Linked DNA regions of Mus musculus: all the other regions are linked to region 1. A link is a contact called in public HiChIP or PLAC-seq and promoter capture Hi-C data. All regions are on one chromosome and are shown on one strand. Each heading gives the region's core, a stretch centred on a gene start, on an enhancer-like site or on the middle of the called end of the contact. The rest is flanking DNA. Distances are from core to core; before and after follow the strand shown. Region 1 holds the start of Tbrg4 (transforming growth factor beta regulated gene 4). Region 2 holds the start of Tug1 (taurine upregulated gene 1). Region 3 holds the start of Osbp2 (oxysterol binding protein 2). Region 4 holds the start of Dusp18 (dual specificity phosphatase 18). Region 5 holds the start of Slc35e4 (solute carrier family 35, member E4). Region 6 has its middle 45 kb from the start of Gm36772. Region 7 has its middle 37 kb from the start of Tns3.

Region 1 (3,229 bases), core at 390-2,889:
AGAGAGTGGTCAGATAGCACAGCTCGGCATTCAGCCCCGGACGCACCAGGCCTGGTTGTACTTTCAAACTCTCCAGGTCCTCCTCAATGCTTCCTTCATGCAAATCTGGGCACGTTTCTAATTTTAAAGGAATCCAGGATCAAAAAATTATTGGCTTAAATATTCTAAGTCGAACGATTCTTCCAGATAACCAAAATTCAGTCCCTAGCATCCTCATTGAGGGACTCACAACTGCCTGTAACTCCAGCTCCAGGGACCTGACTCTCTCCCGGGCTGTGTGCCTGCATGTGTCCCCGTGTTCACTTATATACATAGAAAGAAACAAGACTACAATTACTTTACATAGCTAAGGATGACCTTGAACTTCTCTATTCCTCTTGCGGCCACCTCCCAAGTGCTAACATTAAAGATAGCCAATCACTCCTGGTTTATTCAGTGCCGAAGATCAAATCTAGGCCTTTATGTGAGCTAGACAAGCAGTTCCAACTGAGTCACACCCCAGAACCCTTAAAGCAAAACTCACAAATTGAATCGATCACCGCAAACAAGCCCTAACACCACCCAGAGTCACCACCTTGCCAATCTTAATCCAACCCCTACAATACAGGCTCTGTTCCAACTACACTTCACACTTTTATCTCACAATGCAAAACTGGCTACTGCGTTCTCTGCCAATCACAGGGCACGGCATTGCCTTTTTCTAAGTCCTGCAAAATGTTACCTTTTTCGAGAACACGCTACATAACCACATGACGTTTCTTTCGGCAAGTCTGCCAGTCTTGTTCCCTAAGGTGAGATAGAACCAAATGAGACAAGTTACTGGACTTTGCTTCAACTAAAGGAGAAAACACCTCAATTTTTTCTGCTTCCGGGATTCGGGTATATAGCTAGCTTAATTTTACTGTTATGTGAACACATTACTGCAGCTGTAAAAAGATTAGCTTAATTATACTTACACGGAAATAAAATATGGTTCAGAAGGGGGACATCTGCCCAAACCCAATATCCATCACTTACTGAACCCAGACAGTAAAGAAGCGCTGGAGAGCCGGGCGTGGTGGTGCACGCCTTTAATCCCAGCACTTTGGAGGCAGAGGCAGGTGGATTTCTGAGTTCGAGGCCAGCCTGGTCTACAGAGTGAGTTCCAGGACAGCCAGGGCTACACAGAGAAACCCTGTCTCAAAAAACCAAAAAAAAAAAAAAAAAAAAAAAAAAAAAGCACTGGCAAACTACCGATTTTCAAGACCTGCGACTAAGTAAATATCGACCCTGAAACCTAAAATGCAGAAACACGAAAAGTGACTGGCAGGGGACGCCAAGGGTCACTGCGGGCAGCGGAGCTTCCCGGGATAGGCCTCGTGTCTACCGCGGGCCGAGGAGCGCGTGCGCAATCGCAGCCCGGAACCGAATTTGCAACCGAACAGCGCCCTTGGGGCACGGTGTCGAGAGTCCCTTTCCTGGCTCCCCCCACAACAGCCCCGCCGGTCCTTACTAACTGCTGCCCTTCCCAGCCACGCTTCCCGTCTCGGATACCCACGTTCAGAAACCCGGTCTCTCCAGGACGCCAGACTGCGGCGGCGATCACCCTCACTGACCTCCATCAGCCTACGGCCTCCACGCGGCCTGGCGCGCTCACTGACGTCACTGGCGCGCCGCCGGAAGCTAGGTGGCCCAGTGCTCCCGGACGGAGGCCACGCCCTCCGCCCCTTCCGCAGTCGCCATCTTTGTTGCGCTCAGGCTTCCGGTACTGGGAAGTGTAGTGAGATCCTGGTCGTGGGAAACGTAGACGGGAAGGAGAGGGTGAATTCTACACGGCAGGGCACGTCGGGCCAGAGTCTCCTACTTGTGCGGAGTTTGGGTAGCGACTCTGATGTCAGCCCGTTCTGCCCCACTCCCTTGGGCCTTTCACAGGTCCTGTAGGAGAGGCGTGAGTTGGGACCGCCGTGTTGACTTTGGGGTTCGGGGCGGGAAGGCATTGCCAGGTGTCGGGTAATTACAGAGAAGCGAGTTGTAGCTCCAGCTGAAGGTCTTTTCGGAAATGCAAGCAGTTTGTCTAGATTAAACAAGTAAAGGACATACCGTATACAACGGCACACCGATAAATTGCTGTAATCTCAGTAATGGAGGCAGGAGGCCGAGGGCTAGCCTGTACTACTGTGGAGGCCCTGCATCAAGAAGCAGAATAGCCGGGCGTGGTGGCACACACCTTAAAACCCCAGCCAGGAGACAGGAAAAAGGATCTTTGAGGTCGTGGCTAGCTTGGTCTACATACCAAGTTTAGGACAGCCGGGACGACCTGGAGAAGGCCCTGCCTTAGCGCACGGCAGGACTGAGGAGATAGTACAAAATGCTGGGTAGGATGGTTGGGAGGTGAGTTTTCCCAGTAATCCCAGTGCTAGGAAACCACAGACGGCATCTCTGGGACAAAGGTGTATGTGTGCATGAAGAGATCACAGGAAAACTTGGGGAAATTTGTTTCTTCCAATCATGTGGGATCTGGGAATTGAACTCACAGTCAAGTGGCCCCTAAACTAACTGTCTGTTTTCCTAGACAGCGTTTCTCCTTGTAGCCTTGGCTGTTTTGGAACTCGCTGTGTAGACCAGGCTGGTCTTGAACTCACAGAGATCCCCCTCCTTCTGCCTCTGGAGTGCAGGACAAAAGACATGCCCCACCCCCACCCCCAGGTCCCCACTAAGTTATCCTGCTGGCCCTAATTTTGTAGAAAGGAAAATTTAACTTAAAATTTTCCTTGAAAAATCTTTATGTTTGTAAGAGTGTATTACTTCTCTCCTTTGTGGCTAAAATCAAGCGTAAACGCTGGTTCTTGTTAATAAAAGATTGCTGAATTATCCAGGGAAGCTTCTCTTGCTTTAGCCTTACAGTAGCTAGCATTATATTGCCACACTAGCTTTACCTTGGTGGTTCTTGTTTAAGAGTCTCATGCTGAATTCAAAATTTAGCTCAAAAAGGTCAGAGATAATATAGATATAAAACTCCTAAGGGGAAACACATTTTTACTATCTTGGATTAAACAGTAGTTTCTTAGTAGGAAACCAAAAGCAAAAATGACAAAAAGGAAAAACAAACAAACAAAACAAAGATAAAATGGACCAGAAAGGAAATGAAGGGTTGCAGTGGTGGACATACCACCACAGCCAGCTGAGAATGTATAAAATTCTTAGTGCTGGGACTGTTGTCTTGGAGGCCTACTGCCTCTGTTTGCTAAAT
Region 2 (3,229 bases), core at 270-2,769, 3.0 Mb before region 1:
TTGATAAAAGCAGCTGACAATAAACAAACAAACAAACGGCATTTTGGCCATTCAGTCTCACATTTGCAAGCAATTAGAATACAAGGCTGGTTAGGAAAAAGTTAAGCTTCAAAATGATTCCAAATATCTGATTTTGTGTCCCAGCCAGAGTCCAACAAAGTTTTTTCAAAAACTTTAGCCTTCAATTTAAAAAACAAAACAAAAAACCCCCCCAAAAAAAAAAAAAAAAAAAAAAAAAAAAAAACCCCAAACATTTTCAGGAATCCAACGCCTGGTTCAGTCTGTTCCAAGTAGCCCTCTTGCTAAAAATCCATGTGCACTATTAACTGGTTTTGGCAGCACCATTTAAAAATAATCCTGTTCACTATCAACCACGAAAACCAGGGATATAAAATAGGAGCAAATAATGGGTGTCAATCATGGTTGTAAAAAAATAGTTAACGAGAGAAAAGTAGTCAGGCACCAGTACGAGCAGCAGAAAACAATCGCTGGGCCAGAGATTACACTTCTTGTTACTCGAGGACACATTCACTCCTAATTGTAGCTGCTTTCTAGTGGGTGCCATTGTACCATAGGCATCAGCCACCCTTCAGGCACCCTATGGTGAAAGGAAAGGGCTTTGACTAAAAGCCAAGCAGTGAAGTGATGGTACCTGAAACAGCCATTATGCAGTAAGAAGCAGCTCACATATACCAGGGACTCAAATGGGGGCTTCATATTGGTTGTGAAGGGTCCCAGATGACATGTAGGCCTCAGTTTCCTCCCGGTGGCAAAAACTGTTCTAAACTCTTCTGGGTCATAGCCCCCTTTGAAAACTCGCTACTGAAGGATCTACTCATCCCCCTAGAAAACACTTTCCCACGTGTTTCTGTACAGAAGAAGTTCAGGGAACCTTCCCATCTCCAACTCCAATAAAAGGTTCCCGAATTTAATTTCAGGGAATGAGCAATTGTTATGACTTCTTGCAACTCAAAGGAAAAAAAAACAATAATCATCTTTCTGTAAACCGACACTTTTGAAGAGAGCTTCCAATTCCATACACACACTGATAGGCAGAGGAGGAAACTGAGGCGCAGACAGATTACAGAGTGACTTGCCTAAGGTCACTCGGCCAGCGAGTGGCTAGGCCCGGAAGCAAACCCAGATCTTCCGACTCCGGAGCTCGAATCCCCACCCCGGAGCTGCCGCCAGCGCTCTCGCTCCCCACTAAGGTGGCATAAGTAGGAAAAGGCAAAGGAGGAAGCCCACCACCAACCATCCTCCAGCTCCCTCTTGACCCTCCAACTGGGTCCTAGCAGGCCCCGAGGGGTGGCGCCAGGCCTCCAGGCCAGCCCCGGCCACCCCAGCTTCCCCCGCCGCCTCCCCGGGAGCGGGGCGGAGTTGCCCGCCGCCGCCAACCACCCGGACGACCCCTCGTCGGATCGCAAAAGCATAGGCCGCCGCCCGAGTTCTGCGTACGAGAAGAAAGACGCGGCGCGAGCGCCAACGGCCACCGGGCGCGCGCCGCGGCGGCCGGGCCTGCGCCCCAAGAGCTGGATGCCAGAGCAGGAGAAAGAGCCGCCAACCGATCGCTCGATCGACCGCACGCCCGCTCCTTCGCCCTACCAGACCGGGGAGGGGGGGAGGGCGCGCCAGGGCTTCTTCGAGTTAGGGGCCTGACTCCCCGGCGACAAGACAAGATGGCTCCTCCGCTCTGCTCTGCAGCTACCGTCCCGGCTGCGTCTCTCGGCCCGCCCCCGGTACTGTTCCTTTAAATGGCCGAGAGGGGTCAGGAAAGCAGGAAGAGAGGCGCGCGCCCTCACGTGATGGGGGCGGACCGGCCAAACAAGATCCGGTCACGTGGACCGACGTCGCTCGCCAATCAGAAGGTGGAGTCTCAGGGCGGGGGCGGGAAGACTTCGAGCTCTGTGATTGGCCGAAGGTGCGCTGGAGGCCTCGGCGGCCGGGCCGTCGGGAGTGAGCGAGGTGATTCGCGCTGCGTGCGCTTACGGAGACAAAGCGGTGGCTGAGGTAGCGGTGGCGCGGGCAGCACCGGCCGCAAAGCCGTACTGAACGCTGAATCTCGTGACGCCCAGCCTGTCATCGTCTGTTGAGGCGCGGCGTGTCGTGTCGTGTCGCGGCGCGGGCGGGCGGCGGCGGCGGCGGCGGCAGCGGCAGCGGAGGCAGCACATGGTTCCAAGAGCGCGCTGCGGTGGTTGAGTTCCAATTCCACGGGGAGGGACAAAGGCATCTGCGAGCTGCAGGCAACGCCCGATCGGATCTGGTGGTGCACTCGCCACTTTCCTCTGTTCTCCCAGGCTCTGGGACTAACTCCTGTCTGTCGGTAGCGAGGAGGTGGCCACAGGACCCAGGCCTGGGAAGGCCCGAGGGCCCGAGGCCATCTTCTGAAGGGTGTGGGGGAAGGGCGCACCTGAGGTGATTCGGGAGGGTAGGTTGTGAGGTGTTTCTGTGGGCCACTGTGAGTAATTTCACCCACAACCTGTGGTGATTGTGGCATAATAGCAAGCTGTGTTTGGGCGGGGTTTGGGAAAAGAAATCTGTCAGTCAGCACCAAGGACCTTTCTGTTGGAAAGCGGTGAAGCCAGAAGTAGCCTCCACTCCACTGCACTGTCCAGTAGAGCACTCTTTTGAGGAGCCTGGTGTCTTCGGTGGTGACAAAGTCTTCGGTGGTAATGAAGTAGGTGAACCGTCAGAAGTAGGTCAATTTCCTGAATTTAGGAGAACAGAAAAGGACTTGAACGTGAAGTTGAAGCTGTAAACCTCCAAGTTTGAAGACCATTCAGAACCGTTCACTTTTGATGTGCGTCGGAATTGTGTGAAGAAAGCTTGACCCCCCGGAGCACTTAAGGACAGTAGGTTTCGAATATAGTTCTTTCCAAAGTATTACATCAGAGTCATTGAAATACTTAAATCACTCGCAGTTTTAAATATCTGCCTGTATTTTGAATAGATACTAGGGAAATTTTTTTTTTATGTGTCACTAAGAAGCACAAATTTACCCTTTACTGATCAGAATCCTGGGGAAATCGATTTCACTATATGTACTTTCCTGTTAACCGGCAAAGACTGAAGACTCATTGCTGTCATGGCCTTCACCAATTACAGCAGTCTCAACCGAGCTCAACTAACCTTTGAATATCTCCACACAAATTCGTAAGTATCTTGTTAGGTGCCACTGAGGTAACCAGTAACTCCTCCTTGATGTTAATATGGAAATCCTTTCTCCAGA
Region 3 (3,229 bases), core at 206-2,705, 2.8 Mb before region 1:
GAAGAGTTGACTCTGAACCAGCCTCACAGTCCTCACACGGAAACTTTTAGAAAAGCCATCCCTCGGGTGCTTTCCTCAGGCCTATCTCAGGAGGGATTCAGCGGGAGACCTAGACACTGCTGCAGCAACCCCACTTAGTTTGAGAAGCTCTCATCTAGAGCGGCCTGAGATCTCAAAGCTTGCAATCCCAGGAAACAGCTAGTGAGAAAGGGAAGGAAGTCCAGCTTTAGCAGGAGGTCGTGCCAGCTCTGTCTCTACTGCAGCTCCGAAACCCAAGCTACTTCTGGAATAAGCAAGGGAACAGGAAAGCATTATCTGCTGCAAAATGTCAACTTGGGGTCCCAGGGGGTACACACTATGTCTGCTCTATCTGTGGGTCAGCGAGTCCCAGCCCAAGGCCTGGCCACCAGCAGGTGTCAGCAAAGGTAGGAAACAAATGAAGTAACCACGGGAGGTGGGACCCACAGTCCTTCCCAAGAGAGGGGTTCACTAGCTGCCTCCCTCCATGAACACAGTGAACCAGACGCAGCCCCTGGTTCCATGACCACCAAAAACAGGAGGGGAACAAAAGACCTACTCCACCCATCTCCCCACTCATCCTTTTAAACTCAAGCTTGCCAGAGGCCATGTCCACAGGTCACGTCTTCCCTTGGCAGTTGACAGGCATTACTTCTACAGAAGTTCATGCAAACATCTCAGAAGGGTTATGGTGACACCCACCCCACAGTCGAGGCCGGCCACCACCACCCTCCAACCACAGATGTCCTACCTCGGTACTTCCGTACCTGTAGTAGGACAGCAGGCCATTGCCGAGCACGAACCAACGGCGCTGGTAGCCCTTCAGGTAGTTAGTCCACTTGAGGAGCCAACCCTTGTAGCTGTCCAGAGGTGGTGAGACCATTTGGACACCAATCCCTGACACCGGAGTCCCGACAGAAATCTTCGCCTGTCCTTGTCGCAGAAAAGACTGGGTCTTTGGCACCAGCTTGGACTCGGGTTTGGTGACGGGCAAACTCCCTACTGTTGACTGCAGCGGGGACGGCATTGCCAGCTCTGGCGAAGCTTTGATGATGGACACAGACCTTGTGCCGTTCTCTGACCCCGGCCACAAGCCCTGTAGTTCCGATTCCTGCCCAACCCCTGAAGGCCTTGGCACAGACGTCGTCTGGGACCCAGGTTCGGATCTCGACGCCGGCTCAGAAATTGGCTGGCACACCTGTTTCGACAGCAACTCCCGCTCTGGTGCCTGCACAGGCTGGAGCTGAGGCTTTGACGCTGGTCCTGAGCCGAACGCGGATGAGTTCATGCCCGGCGCCGCCGTGTGGCAGGACAAGCAGGGCACAACCGTGAACAGCGACGAGAGCCCGCGGGAGCGGCCAGCGCAGCCGCCGCCTCGGCTCAGAGCGGCCGCTTTCCCCATAGAGCTGTGGACCCGAGCTCGGCGGAGCGCGGAGTGGGGGCGGGGCGGGGCGGGAGTGGGTGGGGCCTGTTCGGAGGGAGTGGCGGGGCGGAGCCGGGCGGGGTTGGTGGAGGAGTGGACGGGATGGGTGGAGCCCTCACGTGAGCGACAGAGATCGGGTGCGCGTGGGTCCCTCCGCCGCTCTGGCTAAGGTGGAAGGAACCCCGTGGGCCAAGAGTTAGGCAGACGACGTGGAAGGCACTTCACGCTTCAGGCTGCTGTCCCTCCTGTGCCAGGCGCTGGGAGAACAATGGTGAATGAAAGCCACGCGGTGCGCTCGCCACGCAACTCTGAGCAATGGGTGGGTCGTGGACAGCAAATCTCAAACCCTGGGAGTCCGACCTGAGGAAATCCAGCCTAGGCCCTCTCCCTAGTTGTGGGAACTGTAGCCACTCCACAAACTTCTGTTGGCTCATCTATACAATGAAGATAATACCTCCTTCAAAGGCTGTAATAAGATGGTGCATATGAGGCACATTTGGCAGAGTAGATGCTCCGAGAGCATCATTGAGTTATTAACTAGAGAGTTCTGTGGTACATTTTGTCAGCGACCAGAGCAGGAGATGAGAGCAAGGTTGACAAGCTTGGGAAGCAGCCACTGTGCATGCACGTGTCAGATGTGTGTGCAGCCCTCAGGGAAGGAAGCTAACTAATAAATTCTTAACGAGATGTTTCGACTCCTGAAACAAATTGCCAAGCTACCTAAGATGACAGGCCTGTCATTAGTTCTACCAAATTTGGGCAAGAGTCACAGAAGAGACAAGGTCTACAGAGTTAGAGAAACAAGAAAGACCTTCAAGGAGAAACCGCTGTGTACAAAGACCCAAACCAGGGAGAACAGCTTGTCTGGCAAATAGCTAATAGCTCAGTGTTTTGTCAAGAGGAGGGCAGGACACAGAACAGCTGCCCCACACCCCACCACAAGGAATGCCCTTTATCCTAGAGAAACCAAAGCTTCTAGAAACAAGGGAAATTTATTTTCATTTTTAAAGTGGGGGGGGGGGGGAAGGAGGTGAGATGGCTCAGTGGGTAAGAGCACTGACTGCTCTTCCAAAGGTCCTGAGTTCAATTCCCAGCAACCATATGGTGGCTCACAACCATCTGTAGTGAGATCTGATGCCCTCCTCTGGTGTGTCTGAAGACAGCTAGAGTGTACTTACATATAACAATAAATAAATCTTTGTGCCTGAGTGAACAGAGGTCCTGAATTCAATTCCCAGAACAGAAACCACATGAAGGCTCACAATCATCTGTATAGCTACAGTATACTCATAAACATAAGATAAAATAAATAAATCTTTTAAAATAAAGTGTGTTGAAACAGAGTCTTTATATGTAGTCCAGGCTGGTCTCCATCTGGAAATGTTTGTTTCTTAGAACCAGAGTTCTGGGATTACAGACGTGAGCCATTATACCTGGCCCAGAGCTTTCACTCTTAATATTCTGGACAAAAAAAAAGAAAAACTTTAAAATCTCTGATCTTTCCCAAAGAAATGTCAACTCCAAGTCTGGAGCAGGAAATGCACAAGATAGACAGAGCCACCCGGAGCAGGAGCGATGGCCAGTCTTGCTAAGGACCTGGGATTCAGGTCCCAGAACTCACACTGCAGCTCACACCATCTACAACTCCAGTCCCAGGGAGCCAATGCCCTTTTATGGCCTCTACAGGCACAAATGTGGTGTATGGGCATCTATGGGAAGGCAAAACAGCCATGCACATTTAAAAAATAAATAAATAAAAGGAGGAAAGAATAGATGAACTTATCTGGA
Region 4 (3,229 bases), core at 242-2,741, 2.7 Mb before region 1:
CAGAAATGGCTGTCTGATACACACAGGAACAGAAGGAATACAAATAACAACTTATACTAAACTCAGTCTCTATTGGTTAGCACATCAGAATAAGATCATCATAAAATACATTCATAGTCAGACAAAACAAAAACAAAACAAAAACAAAAAAACAGAAAACACCACCACCACCAAACCCAACAAACAAAAAGATGTATATTTTGTGACAAGGTCTCGTGTATCCAGGCTGGCCTAGAACTCCCTCTTGAACTGAGAGTGACCTTGAATTTCCAATCCTCCTGCCTCCAGCACCTGAGTGCTTGATTACAATCGTGTGCAACCACGTTCAGTTAAGAAGAAAACAAAGCACCTTTAGGGGGATTCTAATAACGTTCTCCAGTTCATTTTCCTATGAGTTAGGAACAACTGTGGTCAGGCTGTGCTTGCTAATACAAAGGAACGAACATTGAAAGCTACCCAGTTCCACTTTTCTGGTTTTTATGCAGGATGACTCAACATACCCAGGTGCGGATGGGAAGACAGAGTCAACGGTCAGGAATTTACACACAAGTCTAAGTCCTATTTTCAACCAAAAAGAGACTAAATATTTAAAGACCCTCTTTACTTAGTGATGCACCAAATTTATCAAGTAATAAATACTGGTCATTTTTGAAACAAATTGTGTTTCCATAATAAATCCTCTGTAGGACTTGTTACATCCTTGGCTGATGCCGGTTGAAGAAGGGGGACAGGATTGGAGTCAAACATTGGGGAACTGAAGGCTTTTCAAGGACGCTGGAGAATGGGAAGGCCTGGAGTTGCCAAGTCGATTGGAGCCTGAGACCAATTGCAGACGTCAAGCCTACACTACGCCAGGGTCAGGATTCATTCGGAAGGCTAGAAACGGGACAGTGCCTTCGGCCCAGAAAACGGGCTTCTGAAGGTCCTACGGGTTGGCCTGAGTCTGAAAAATCCTGCGATCGGAGACATTGCTGCGATCAGAGGAACATCTAAGGGCGGAGGTTGGGGGGGGGACACGGCTGGAACAAAGTGAGTCGGATTCCCTTACGGGGTCCCGGGTCTGACAACTGCTTTGTATACCCGAGCCACACCTGAATAACAACTTGGGGAGTGGGGACCGCGGCCGCAGGAAGTAGATCTGTGGTTGGACGTGGAGGCCAAGATCCGGCTGGCTGTCCAGTCTCTCGCGCCGGAAGTTCGAACCAGAAGCGGTAGTCTCTTCGGTACCTTTCCTGTAATCCGAGCCCAAGTCCCATTTGACTGAAGGCCTTCTGGGCTGTGTAGCGGTCTCTGACTGGCTAGAGAGCGACTCAGGAAAGCTAGCAAGACCTAAAACCATGGTGGAAAGACACGCGGTCGCAGAGCAACTATCTACACTGGAGTGCGTTGCCTGGGAGACAACCGGCAAGCAGACCGCGTGACAGTCTTTAGGCGTTCTTTGTGAGGCTCTGTTGGGCGTGTTGCCTAGGAGACGAAGGGTGAGTGGGCGGGGCGTGCAGGCGGTGGGTGTAGCAATGGTCCTTCTGGCTACTTGGCGCATTTCTGTGAAGACAGGCAGCCCACCCAGCTTTTCCCAAACGCCTGGGAACTGCGTAGTCCTTCGAGGTACAGAATCAGTCGCGGGGTCCCCCTAAGCCCCGAACTGCCCATTGTTCCGCGAGGAGAAGCCGTTGCTACCAAGGTCCGGAATCATGAAGGGCCCTCTCTTTCTTGGAGAGGGTCGTCCGCGGCTCTGCCCTGAAAGATTTCGGGGGCACTGAGGGAAGGAGGTAAGATTGTTTGAGTCTTGTCACCACGTAGAGAGGCCAAGCTTCCTAGGCTTGTTGTGGCACCTTCCACTCATCTACTTGTGGACTCTGTTCCACGTTTATAACCCAGAATTTAACCAGCGCCCCACCTATATTTGCCAACTTTCTCCAGAAAGTGTAATCCACCAGAAATATCAGCCTTCAGAACTTGCTGTCTAATGATGAACAAAACTGGTTTTCCTCGAGTCTCAGGTTTCACGGCTACAAATTAACTAGATGCCAAAAGCCTGGTTGGTTGTAAAATGTAAAAAATGGAGATGACGTTTCTGTTTCCTCTCCTCCCCTCTCCCCCCCCCTCCCCCTCCCCCTCTTGAAACTCTTGAAAGAGTTCCAGTAGTCTGGTCAGGAACACCACATCTTGCTTCAGCTTCCAGGTCTGCTCTACCATGTCCTACTGTCTGTGATCGCTTCTTACTATCTTTGCAACTCTATAACAAATGCCTTTATTTGTCATTCCCACAAGCTTTGCATTTTAACTTTACCTCTGAAGGGACTGAAGAGAGCAGAAACAAAACCAAATGTCACTTGGAAGTCACATTCCTTGGAAGGCAGGAACAGGGAGACAGAACAGTGGAAAAATAACTGATTGGCCTGAGGTTACCTGAATGACTTTTCATTCTGAGAGGATAAGTTAGGCCATGACCTTATGCTAGCTGAAACTGGCCTGCCTGGGAAATCCTGATTTCTCAAAGGTTAATTTTAAGAAAACAGCTTTGTTTCTGTGACAAGGAAAAAATTAAATCAAAACAAACAAACAAAAAACCCTGTAGTTTGTTTCCTCAGCTCTTTGTTGGGGGGCAGGACCCATAAAGCAAGGGCCCCACCTTTCTCTTCTACCTCCTGAATGCTGCAGTTCCAGGTGACCATCACCAAGGCTCTTTTCTACTTGCTCTCAGTTGACTTTGAGGTCATTAATGTTGGAAGTCACACAGCTGAGCAGAGAACATGAGTTTCCACTAGCTGTGCTGTATGTAGATGACACCAGTCATGTGTGCTGAAAACAGCTAGACTTGCTGGCTGGTTATGAGAAGATGGAAAGACTTGGCATATCACTTTCCCTCTTGTCACCTTTAACCTTTGGGTCCAGTTCTACTTAACGTAATCGGAACATATCCACCCTAATGTTCTTTCAGTGGCTTCTACTCCCTCAGCTCCTAACCACCCTCTTTCTCCTGAAACCACCCCAGTAGACCTAAGGCCCGTCCCTTCCATTGTTCACGGTCTCTCTGGCCATGGCTGGCCCCCTTCCTCTGTGTGAAAAGACCCCCAGCACTTGGGCAACAGTTCTGGCTCAGTGATGTGAATGTTGGTGTAATCACTGAGTTCTCTGCTGTGCTTCTCGATTGATGGGTTCTTGCCCTCCAAACTTCCTCCTCCGTCCTGCAGGTTTCAGTGGGCACAGCCTAGCAGAAAGATGCAAG
Region 5 (3,229 bases), core at 220-2,719, 2.7 Mb before region 1:
AGTGGGGCTGGGGCAGGAGGCAGGCTTTCCAGGGAGTCGCTGAGCCTGGTCCTGATTCCTCGGACAGGAGAGGGCAACACTTCAGGTGCTAGACTCTGAGCCAGCCGATAATTCTGGTCAGGGAAGAAGGTCGTGGCTGCTAAGATGCCGGACTGGCTGGTGTCCACCCAGGCCTCGTAAGCCCTGGGCACCTCCCGCACCAGGGGAGGCCTTCTCTCTTCTCCGCGCCCTAAGCTCACGCGATGCTTTCACACCGAATCCGTTTGTCTTTTTCCATCTTTGGTCCCCAGACTGTCAGGATGAGGTCACTGACTGACCCCGACCGCCTGCGTGTTTGGTGCTCAGGCCCGGACCAGGTCTGGCAGGGTCGATAATATTCCGAGCGTGGGAACGGAGGTTGCAGCCGTCGCTCCCCTCCCCCAGCCCCCTTTAGCCTTTTACTGGACCGGGAATAGACGCCGATAGGCCGGCGGACGCGGAATCGCGAGCTCGGACTGGCTGCAGCCTCTCAGGATGCTCTGGCTGTTCTGGCTGCCGCTCGGCTCCCGCGGTGGATCTGGCAGCTTCGGGCGCCGGGCTCTAGTCCCTCCCGAGTCCCGCGCGGCTCAGCGCTTCCCGGCCCTGCCCTCTCCGCCGCTACCGAAGCTGCGCTCCACCCGGAAAGTTGGGCTCAGCCCGGGCCCCGCCCACGAGTACCAGCCCCGGAGCCCGGCGGACGTCTAGCCCCTCCCACAGCCTTTGCGCCTCCCGACTTGGCTTGCGCAGCTGCGGCCGCGAATCCCTTAGTGGAGAGTGTGGGTTGTACCAGCCACCAACCGGAATCCGGATTGTCTCCAGCGCCAAGTAGAGCCTTCCTTAAAAAGACCAGTATCCAGTGCTGGAAACCCTGGGCACTCTGCAGAGCCGTCCCCAAGCTGTCTGCCATCGTCGAGAAGCAGGGCGTTGAAGTGAGACATACCACATCACCTGATCCCAGACCACAAAGGTCTCCTTGAGATCTTGGAATTCAACGGAGCTAGACCACGTGGTCCCTTAAGGCTGCCTCATCTTGTTCCCCCTCCATTCCACTCCAGATCTTTTCTCCCCCTCTCAAACCAGGGCGGCGCCCCCTCTGGGGCAGCAGAAGGGGAAATGAATCACCAAAGCTAACCACAGCTCCGGGAAGCAGGGTACAGCGGGCCGGCATCCATCCCGAGCTAGCCGACTTTATGTGCTGCTCCCTAGGCATTCCGAGGTGACTCACAGCTGGGTTTCATGAGGCCCACGGAGCAGAATCCTGGATGGTTCCCGGGTTTCCCACCTGAATTCAGGTTAGGGTAAGCAGCTGAAACCCAGGGACCTGTTCCCAGCCCAACGCGTGAGCAAGAATCAAGGTCCATCCTGGACTCTTTCCGGTAATTGGATTTCTGGGGAAGCTCCCGCTCACCTGCACAGGCCTCACCCGGCTCTGTTGTCAAACAAGTCCTGGATGACAACCTGCCTAGAGAAACAAGATCGCAAAGCGCAACTGTGTAGCCCGGCCCGCAGCGCCCTCTGGTGGTCGTGACTCCGCACTGTTGCAAGCGTTCCTAATCCCTTCCCAAAGAAATTCAGGTGAAAATAAGCCAGTCCCACCTGAGACCTAAATCAGATCTCTGTCCCAGATGAACCAGGAATCTACACTGTCACACTTGCCTCCGATGAGTCTGATACCCGCGGGAACCCGTAGATCTCTGCTGAGTAACCCAAGTTGAAGGGCAGAGAGTGTAGGTAGGAGACTTCCAGGGAAAGGATCAAAATCTGGGGCATTTAGATAGTTTTTCCAAGAAGAGTTATGGGAGGGAAACTGAATGAGCCTCTCCCCTCCCCCCTCCAACACACACACACACACACACACACACACACACACACACATTTTTTAAGAAGAGGAATCTGGGCTTTCAGTGAACTATATTCCTCTGGGATTTTTAATCCATTATCCACTAAGCTTCTTTGAATTAAAAAGCATTTCTTCCTATTTAAATTTTTTGTTTATTATTAGTGGTGTGAATGTCTGTATGGGAATGCTGAGATTACAAGCAGGTGCCTCTGCCCACTTCTGTGCCCATTTTAAAAAGATTTATGTGCATTGGTGTTTAGCCTGTCTGTCTATCTGTAACTATGCATGGATGTCTGTGAGGGCATCAGATCCCCTGAAACTGGAGTTACAGACAGTTGTGAGCTGCCATGTGAGTGCTGGGAATTAACCTGGATTTTGTGGAAGAGCAGCCAGTTCTCCTACTGCTGAGCCATCTCTCCAGCTCCTTGAACAATTTTTTTGTTAGATATTTTATATGGATGAGTGATTTGCCTGCATGTGAGTGTGCGCACCATGTGCATGGCCGGTGCCTGCAGAGCCAAAAGGGCATCAGATCTCCTGCATCTGAAGTTACTAGTGGCTGTGAACTACTATGTGGGTGCTAAAGACCAAATTTAGGTCCTCTGCAAGGGCAGTAAGTGCTTTAAAAAAAAAAAAAAGACTTATTTTATGTATATGCATACACCACTGTAGCTATCTTCAGAAACATCAGAAGAAGACATCGGATCCCATTACAGATGGTTGTGAGCCACCATGTGGTTACTGGGAATTGAACTCAAGAGCAGTCAGTGCTCTTAACTGCTGAGCCATCTCTCCAGCCCAGTAAATGCTTTTAACCACTGAGCATCTCTCTAGCCTCAGAAACCCATTTTAACCTGTCTCAACATCAGACTGTATTTTACTGTGGATCCAGAGCCAGGAGGCCCGGATTCAAGGAGGATATCACTGGGGTAGAGGGCTCATTCACGTTCCTTAGGGTCTACTCAAGATCTCAGAGCAGCCTATGCCTCCCACAGCACCCCTCAAATTTGAGCCCTACTGTATGAGGGGCCCACCTCCCTGCGAAGCCAGGGGTGCAGGAAACACTTCTGAGGGAGGCTGGGAAGCAAAAAAAGAACCTCTCCCTAGTGACTGTGCTGCAGAGAGAGGTATGGTCTGTTTTTCTTCGGGCTTCAAGCCTGACTGGGTCATTTCTATATTTGGGCTCAAGTGTCCTGTATGTGACCTATGAGGAGACCACAGTGACAAACACACTATAGACCAGAGCACCACCCCACAGCTCTGAGTCAGAAACCAGGCTGGAGAAGAGCTGCTGACATAGGTGACACAGCCTGAAGCCCCATCTTAAGAAAGAGATAAAGATCCAGGCTGGCCTCAAATCCCTTCTGCAGA
Region 6 (3,229 bases), core at 525-3,024, 2.1 Mb after region 1:
GGGCATATACCCAGAAGATGTTCCAACTGGTAATAAGGACACATGCTCTACTATGTTCATAGCAGCCTTATTTATAATAGCCAGAAGCTGGAAAGAACCCAGATGTCCCTCAACAGAGGAATGGATACAGAAAATGTGGTACATTTACACAATGGAGTACTACTCAGCTATTAAAAACAATGAATTTATGAAATTCTTGGGCAAATGGATATATCTGGAGGATACAATCTTTAGTGAGGTAACCCAATCACAAAAGAAGTCACTAGATATCCACTCACTGATAAGTGGATATTAGCCCAGAAACTTAGAATAACCAAGATATAATTTGCAAAACATAAGAAAATCAAGAAGAAAGAAGACCAATGTGTGGATACTTCATTCCTCCTTAGAATAGGGAACAAAATACCCATGAAAGGAGTTACAGAGACAAAGTTTGGAGCTAAGACGAAAGGATGGACTATCCAGAGACTACCCCACCTGGAGATCCATCCCATAATCAGCCATCAAACCCAGACACTATCGCATATGCCAGCAAGTTTTTGCTGAAGGGACCCTGATATAGCTGTCTCATATGAGGCTATTCCAGTGCCTGGTAAATACAGAAGTGGATGCTCATAGTCATCTATAGGATGGAACACAGAGCCCCCAATGGAGGAGCTAGAGAAAGTACCCAAGGAGCTAAAGGGGTCTGCAACCCTATAGGTGGAACAACAATATGAACTAACTACTACCCACAGAGCTCATGTCTCTAGCTGCATAATTAGCAGAAGATGGCCTAGTTGGCCATCATTGGGAAGAGAGGCCCCTAGGTCTGGCAAACTTTATATGCCCCAGTACAGGGGAACGCCAGGGCCAAGAAGTGGGAGTGGGTGGGTAGGGGAGCAGGGTGGGGGGAGGGTATAGGGAACTTTTGGGATAGCATTTGAAATGTTAATAAAATATCTAATAAAATAAAAAATAAATAAAATGTACATTTAAAAACAATTGTTGGGGTCGGCCTGTGGCTCTCATATCTGGGTTCGAGCCTGGGAGCCATCTTGGAGCTGAAAGAAAAGAAGGAATCTAGGCAGGTAGAGAGAGAAATGGAACCAAAACAGTATTCTGATCAAGGCTCAACTTTAATGGTGGCAGACATGCTTTATAAAGGAGAGGGGAGGCCCATTCTCAGTCACACCAAGTTTCTTGTGAAGTTGTCAGAACAGTCTTTCAGCAGGAACTCACAAAAATCACAATTCTCAGCCAGGCTGGTAGGAGGTTGCATTCCCCCCCCACCACCACCACTTTAAATAATATTAAACAAAACAAAACTGGACTGAGGCATAAAATTTATTTATGCTCTATAGTCCTGCCTGGGAGTTATGGTGGCTGGCAGCCCCGCCTGTCTTAGGAAATCTTAGATTTTCTCAAATCATCCTTATCTGTCATAGAGTGTACGTGCAGCTAGTTTGTGTCATATTTCACAGAAACATGACCCTGTGGTGTGTTATCAATAGCCACGGCCTTTTGGCATGTACCCCTGTCTTAGATTGGTATGATTCTGAGTTCTTGGTGCCCGTCATTGACTGTCAGGCCCTCATAGCACACCATACTCCCAATTCAGACCAAAGCCACAATATGTACTTAGAATGCTTCTTGATGGAGAATAATAACTGCCACCTGTGCTGTTGAAGGCGAGGTTTTACTCCTGCTGCAGTCAGGCTGAAAGGTGGCTGATCTGCTTGAGAAACAAAGGTGGGGCAGTGAAAAAGCAACTGTTTAAAAGCTTCCTTGAAGAAGTTCAGCTACTCCATTCAGTTGCAAATTAGCAATGATCAAGCTCAGGCTTTGAGCTCCGGGGGTGGGAGGGCTGGCTTTGAGAATTAGCAGAAAGGTCAGAGATTCTCTGGAAGTGGAGGCTGAGCTCCAAATTAACTTTGCTAGGTAATTAAAGGAGAGGGGAGGCCCATTCCCAGTCACACCAAGTTTTTTGTGAAGTTGTCAGAACAGTCTTTTAGCAGGAACTCACAAAAATCACAGTTCTCAGCTAACTCTGGAAGATCTTGGAGAACTGGTTTGGCCTCAGGCAGGTAGCAGGCAGTGTAACATATAAGGAGAGTGATGAGAAGCAGCACAGCAGGTGGCTCTGCCTCAGTGGTGGATGGTCTGAACCAGCCTGGCTAGGCTGGAAGGAGGTTACAAATAACAACAACAACAACCACAACAACAACAACCACCACAATAACAACAACAACAAAAATCAAACATCAAAAGAGTAAATAGTCCACTAATAAACAGGTAAATGAGTTGGACATAAAGCTCTTGAAAGAACTACTAATAGCTAATACACATGAAAAAATGTTTTTTCAAGAGAAATAAGATTCTTTCTTTTTTCTCTTTCTTTCTTTCTTTTCTTTTTTTTTTTTTTTTGAGACAGAGTTTCTCTGTATAGCCCTGGGTGTCCTGGAACTCACTTTGTAGACCAGGCTGGCCTCAAACTCAGAAATCCGCCTGCCTTTGCCTCCTGAGTGCTGGGATTAAAGGCGTGCACCATCACGCCTGGCTCTAAAATTTCTTTCTTTCTTTCTTTCTTTTTTTTTTATATTTTTATTAGGTATTTTCCTCATTTACATTTCCAATGCTATCCCAAAAGTCCCCCATACCCTCCTACCCACTCCCCTACCCACCCACTCCCACTTTTTGGCCCTGGCGTTCCCCTGTACTGGGGCATTTAAAGTTTGCATGTCCAATGGGCCTCTCTTTCCAGTGATGGCTGACTAGGCCATCTTTTGATACATATGCAGCTAGAGTGAAGAGCTCCGGGGTACTGGTTAGTTCATAATGTTGTTCTACCTATAGGGTTGCAGATCCCTTTAGCTCCTTGGGTACTTTCTCTAGCTCCTCCATTGGGGGCCCTGTGATCCATCCAATAGCTGACTGTGAGCATCCACTTCTGTGTTTGCTAGGCCCCGGCATAGTCTCACAAGAGACAGCTATATCTGGGTCCTTTCAGCAAAATCTTGCTAGTGTGTGCAATGGTGTCAGTGTTTGGAAGCTGATTATGGGATGGATCCCTGGATATGGCAGTCTCTAGATAGTCCATCCTTTCGTCACAGCTCCAAACTTTGTCTCTGTAACTCCTTCCATGGGTGTTTTGTTACCAATTCTAAGAAGGGGCAAAGTGTCCACACTTTGGTCTTCATTCTTCTTGAGTTTCATGTGTTTAGCAAATTGTATCTTATATCTTGGGTAT
Region 7 (3,229 bases), core at 503-3,002, 2.1 Mb after region 1:
TTCCTGCTTCATAGCTTGAGTCCCTGTGAGCAGACTTTTCATGAATTTGCCTTTTGTTCTTGGTTTTATTGAGACAGGGTCTCAGGCAACCAAGGCTGACCTTGAATCCCTGATTCTTTCATCTTCACCCCCTAATGTCAGGATTCCAGGCATGCACTCCCGCCCGCCCCTCTGATTCATGCATTTGCTTCCTTTTCAACAGCTTGGTGATGTTCCCTGTGCCTTGGAGGGGATGAAGTGGCCTGTTTTTAGGTGTGCCGACCGGTTTTGTTTTTGTTTTTTGTTTTTGTCTTTTTATTGTGTTTGACTCCACGGTTGAACATCCTTCGCTGACATTTTCTATTCAGGTGCTGCATGTTCTCAGCACCAGGGATTCTATTTCGCTTCCTTTCATCTCGTGGGCTTTCTTTCTCCATTCCATCATTGTCCACACTCCTCTGTGTTTTCCTTTGCTCATTGTTCTGTGTTTTCCTTTAACTCTTCCAGCACACTCAAGACACCATTTAAGTCCTTTATCGGGACTCAATCTGATGTCTGGGTTGCACCAGGCACGGTTTCTGCTACGTTGTTTTGCAGACTGGGAAGTCTTTTGCTAGTGAACATAGCAAGGTCTGAGCTTGAGATCAGCTCAGAGCTGATAGTCATAGACTATTCTAAGATTTCCTTCTTCCTTCCTTCCTTCCTTCCTTCCTTCCTTCCTTCCTTCCTTCCTTCCTTTCTTTCTTTTTTTCTTTCTTTTGTTTCTTTCTTTTCTTTTTTCTTTTTTGTTTGTTTTTCGAGACAGGGTTTCTCTGTATAGCCCTGGCTGTCCTGGAACTCACTTTGTAGACCAGGCTGGCCTCAAACTCAGAAATCCGCCTCCCAAGTGCTGGAATTAAAGGCATGCGCTGCTGCCACCACCACCTGGCTGCAGCTGCTTTTACGTATCTAAATTTTTGTAAGTCATCTAAGGGCCATAGTCTGTTGTGTTCATTTGCCCATACACCCCATCCCCCACCACACACACCTGCAGGTGAGCAGTGACTGCTGCTTCCTGTGCCCCTTTCAGTATGGAATTGGAGCTACCACTTTTTCCTGTGTGAGCACAGAGCGAGGTGAGAGAGACCAGTTCTTCAGGCACGTCATAAAACAGCACACAGAACTTCTCTCCCTCTGGTTTGAAGGGTGGAAGCAGAAGTTGAGCTGTGGCTCTCTCCCACCAAGTCATACCAGGGAGGAGGTGGCACAGAGAAGTTAAAATGTCCTTAGTGTGCCTCCGACTTGACTGGACACTTACTTGGCTCCTCTAGCGTTTTGAGTGTTTCTGAGAGTCTTCTAAAGTCCTTTCAGCCAGTGTCTTCCTAGGAAAAAGGGGCCCAGAGCGTCCTAATTTGAAGTCCTGTGATTTCACTCCATAGGCATGCCTGTTTTTGAGTTTTGTTTCTGCTTTGGCTGTGATAAAGATCATAGATGTCACTGCATAACTAGAAAGCAAGACTCGGATTCAGAGAAGTTACAGTGTCCAATATGTGTGGGTAAAGCCCAGATCACCAGGCCTCAAGCTGGGAACATCTCTGTCTAAATCTCTGTGTCCTATGAGGCAGAGCTTTTTGAACTTGACTCCTTGAAACAGCAAATTCAAACTCAAGAGATTTGAGGAGGGATCTGAGGTGCCAAGTTTCCATAAACATCAAGCTGTTTCTCTGTGGGCAGAGTGACCGTCCACAGTGAGACACAACAGCAGCCTGACTTCTGGCGTGTGTAGGGGTGCGGCTCAGTGATCTGGGTGGGAGGCTGCTTCCTTCTTTTCTCAGATTGAAGATAAAAGACTCTACACACAGGGCTTTTAGGGCCTCTCCACTTGGCTGTGAAGATATCCTGAGTTTAACTGTAATTCCCAAACTTTCCCACATTATTCCTAACTCCCAGGCTAAGCTTTGGAATCCTGAAAAACTCCTCACAAGGAAGGGTTTGAAGTGGTCTGTGCTGTACCTACAAACACTAGGGCCCCTCCTCCACACCCGTTCTGTTCAGTCCCCTGATAACAACTGATTAGAAGTGACCACTGAGGATCTCTCCCACGGGATATCGTTAGAGGAACAGGAAATGCCCCTCAAGATGCATGTCCATCCATTCAAGCAAGACTGGAGAGAGACCACAGAGTTCAGGCTACCACAGTATGAGGAAGCTATGAAGAATCAGTCCACTGCTCTTCATGAGGCCGTGTCTGTACTCATTCCATGAGTCACTTAGCTGAGGACAGTGCATCTGAGAACACGACAGGGACAGAGTTTGGGAACCTTCAGAGGGTCCCCAGTAGCCTGTCTTTTGTTTGCTTGGCTGCAGACCTATCCACTCATTGGAATGTGGTTTTGAACCATCCATGAGCTGTCTCTGGGCTAATGTGGTTTTGCCTTGGGCAGTATTATGGTGCTTTAGATCAACCAGCCTCTTGGGATGTCCAAGAAGCAAAACAACATTAGTCCAGAGACAGCTCCTTAAGTCCATAATTGACAACAGACAGAAGCTATGTCGCCTGTGTCTCTTCGCTGGTCAGGAGTATGGAATGACAGCAAACAGGAGTTCACACCCCATACAGCTGCTTCCTATCAGTGGCCCCAACAAGAGTCATCGACAGTCAGCTCTGCTCCTCTTCATTTGTCTGCGCTGCTCCATCAGATAACCTGTCTAGTCGGGGGTCTTTGATATCAAGTGAAACTGAAACAGGCTACTGAAACATCTCTGTTTAGGAAAGGGGCAGCATGTAGCAAGGAGGAGTCCAGGTTTGTAAGTGCTCACAACTGACTTGAGTTTACATTATGTTATGAGAGGGCCCCATAGCCAGATAAAGTGAGAGATGAAGTAAACATTGACTAGTGATTGAACATGTGCCGTGTCATTGGCTCTGAGCACTGTGGATGAAGGTTAAGAAAAACAAATGAACAAACAAACAAACAGAACCACATGAGCGCTTATGAGCTGGGCATTTCAGACTAAACTTCTGATGTGTTTTATGTTGGTCTATGGACTCATGCTCTAAAACCCTTGAAGGATCGTTTTGTTTGTTTGTTTTTTTGTCCCCCCCCCCCCCGAATCTTTTTTTTCCATTTTTATTAGGTATCTAGCTCATTTACATTTCCAATGCTATCCCAAAAGTCCCCCATACCCACCCACCCCCACTCCCCTACCCACCCACTCCCCTTTTTTGGCCCTGGCGTTCCCCTGTACTGGGGCATATAAAGTTTGCAAG

The links. Promoter capture Hi-C pulls out the DNA fragments that hold promoters and counts their contacts. HiChIP or PLAC-seq counts read pairs in DNA pulled down with a chosen protein or histone mark. Capture Hi-C pulls out chosen DNA fragments and counts their contacts.
Region 2: a contact with region 1 is called in a promoter capture Hi-C map of adipose tissue, with 8 times the contacts expected there. The contact joins the promoter of Tug1 here to the promoter of Tbrg4 in region 1. A contact is called at or near these places in 2 of 39 promoter capture datasets (liver and pre-B cells), 1 of 484 Hi-C or Micro-C datasets (B cells) and 2 of 9 other capture datasets (adipose tissue and liver).
Region 3: a promoter capture Hi-C map of liver shows a contact between it and region 1, with 2.8 times the contacts expected there. The contact joins the promoter of Osbp2 here to the promoter of Tbrg4 in region 1. A contact is called at or near these places in 2 of 39 promoter capture datasets (liver and pre-B cells).
Region 4: a promoter capture Hi-C map of liver shows a contact between it and region 1, with 3 times the contacts expected there. The contact joins the promoter of Dusp18 here to the promoter of Tbrg4 in region 1.
Region 5: a contact with region 1 is called in a promoter capture Hi-C map of adipose tissue, with 8 times the contacts expected there. The contact joins the promoter of Slc35e4 here to the promoter of Tbrg4 in region 1. A contact is called at or near these places in 3 of 39 promoter capture datasets (embryonic stem cells, liver and pre-B cells) and 2 of 9 other capture datasets (adipose tissue and liver).
Region 6: a promoter capture Hi-C map of embryonic stem cells shows a contact between it and region 1, with 4 times the contacts expected there. The contact joins the enhancer-like site here to the promoter of Tbrg4 in region 1. A contact is called at or near these places in 3 of 39 promoter capture datasets (embryonic stem cells, pre-B cells and stem cell-derived epiblast-like cells) and 2 of 115 datasets of contacts at active chromatin or transcription factors (large pre-B cells and stem cell-derived neural progenitor cells).
Region 7: an H3K4me3 HiChIP or PLAC-seq map of bone marrow-derived macrophages shows a contact between it and region 1, with 6 times the contacts expected there. The contact joins the enhancer-like site here to the promoter of Tbrg4 in region 1. A contact is called at or near these places in 3 of 39 promoter capture datasets (cranial neural crest, embryonic stem cells and stem cell-derived epiblast-like cells) and 6 of 115 datasets of contacts at active chromatin or transcription factors (bone marrow-derived macrophages, embryonic forebrain, embryonic stem cells and 2 more).

What each region holds. Positions count from the first base shown.
Region 1 is chr11:6,624,428-6,627,656 of GRCm38.p6, forward strand. It overlaps Tbrg4 (transforming growth factor beta regulated gene 4), which reads right to left and starts at 1,640. Exons shown (of 12, transcript NM_134011.3): 1 at 1,538-1,640; 2 at 722-786.
Region 2 is chr11:3,647,295-3,650,523 of GRCm38.p6, forward strand. Tug1 (taurine upregulated gene 1) reads right to left here and starts at 1,520. Exons shown (of 4, transcript NR_002321.2): 1 at 1,459-1,520. It overlaps Morc2a (microrchidia 2A), which reads left to right and starts at 2,143. Exons shown (of 27, transcript NM_001159288.2): 1 at 2,143-2,852; 2 at 3,014-3,153. The coding sequence starts at 3,086.
Region 3 is chr11:3,862,448-3,865,676 of GRCm38.p6, forward strand. Osbp2 (oxysterol binding protein 2) reads right to left here and starts at 1,456. Exons shown (of 14, transcript NM_152818.3): 1 at 786-1,456. The coding sequence starts at 1,420.
Region 4 is chr11:3,893,749-3,896,977 of GRCm38.p6, forward strand. Dusp18 (dual specificity phosphatase 18) reads left to right here and starts at 1,492. Exons shown (of 2, transcript NM_173745.5): 1 at 1,492-1,769; 2 at 3,195-3,229. It overlaps 4921536K21Rik (RIKEN cDNA 4921536K21 gene), which reads right to left and starts at 1,378. Exons shown (of 3, transcript NM_026150.3): 1 at 1,092-1,378. The coding sequence starts at 1,339.
Region 5 is chr11:3,913,195-3,916,423 of GRCm38.p6, forward strand. Slc35e4 (solute carrier family 35, member E4) reads right to left here and starts at 1,470. Exons shown (of 2, transcript NM_153142.3): 1 at 1-1,470.
Region 6 is chr11:8,752,912-8,756,140 of GRCm38.p6, forward strand. No RefSeq gene overlaps it. Among named protein-coding and RNA genes, the nearest start is that of Gm36772, 45 kb to the right of the region's middle. Within about 2 kb of position 1,775, at least 13 of the 459 cell types and tissues checked have an H3K27ac peak or open chromatin away from gene starts, as enhancers often do. A contact at or near this core is called in embryonic stem cells and stem cell-derived epiblast-like cells, where this site is marked.
Region 7 is chr11:8,699,854-8,703,082 of GRCm38.p6, forward strand. No RefSeq gene overlaps it. Among named protein-coding and RNA genes, the nearest start is that of Tns3, 37 kb to the left of the region's middle. Within about 2 kb of position 1,753, at least 83 of the 459 cell types and tissues checked have an H3K27ac peak or open chromatin away from gene starts, as enhancers often do. A contact at or near this core is called in bone marrow-derived macrophages, where this site is marked.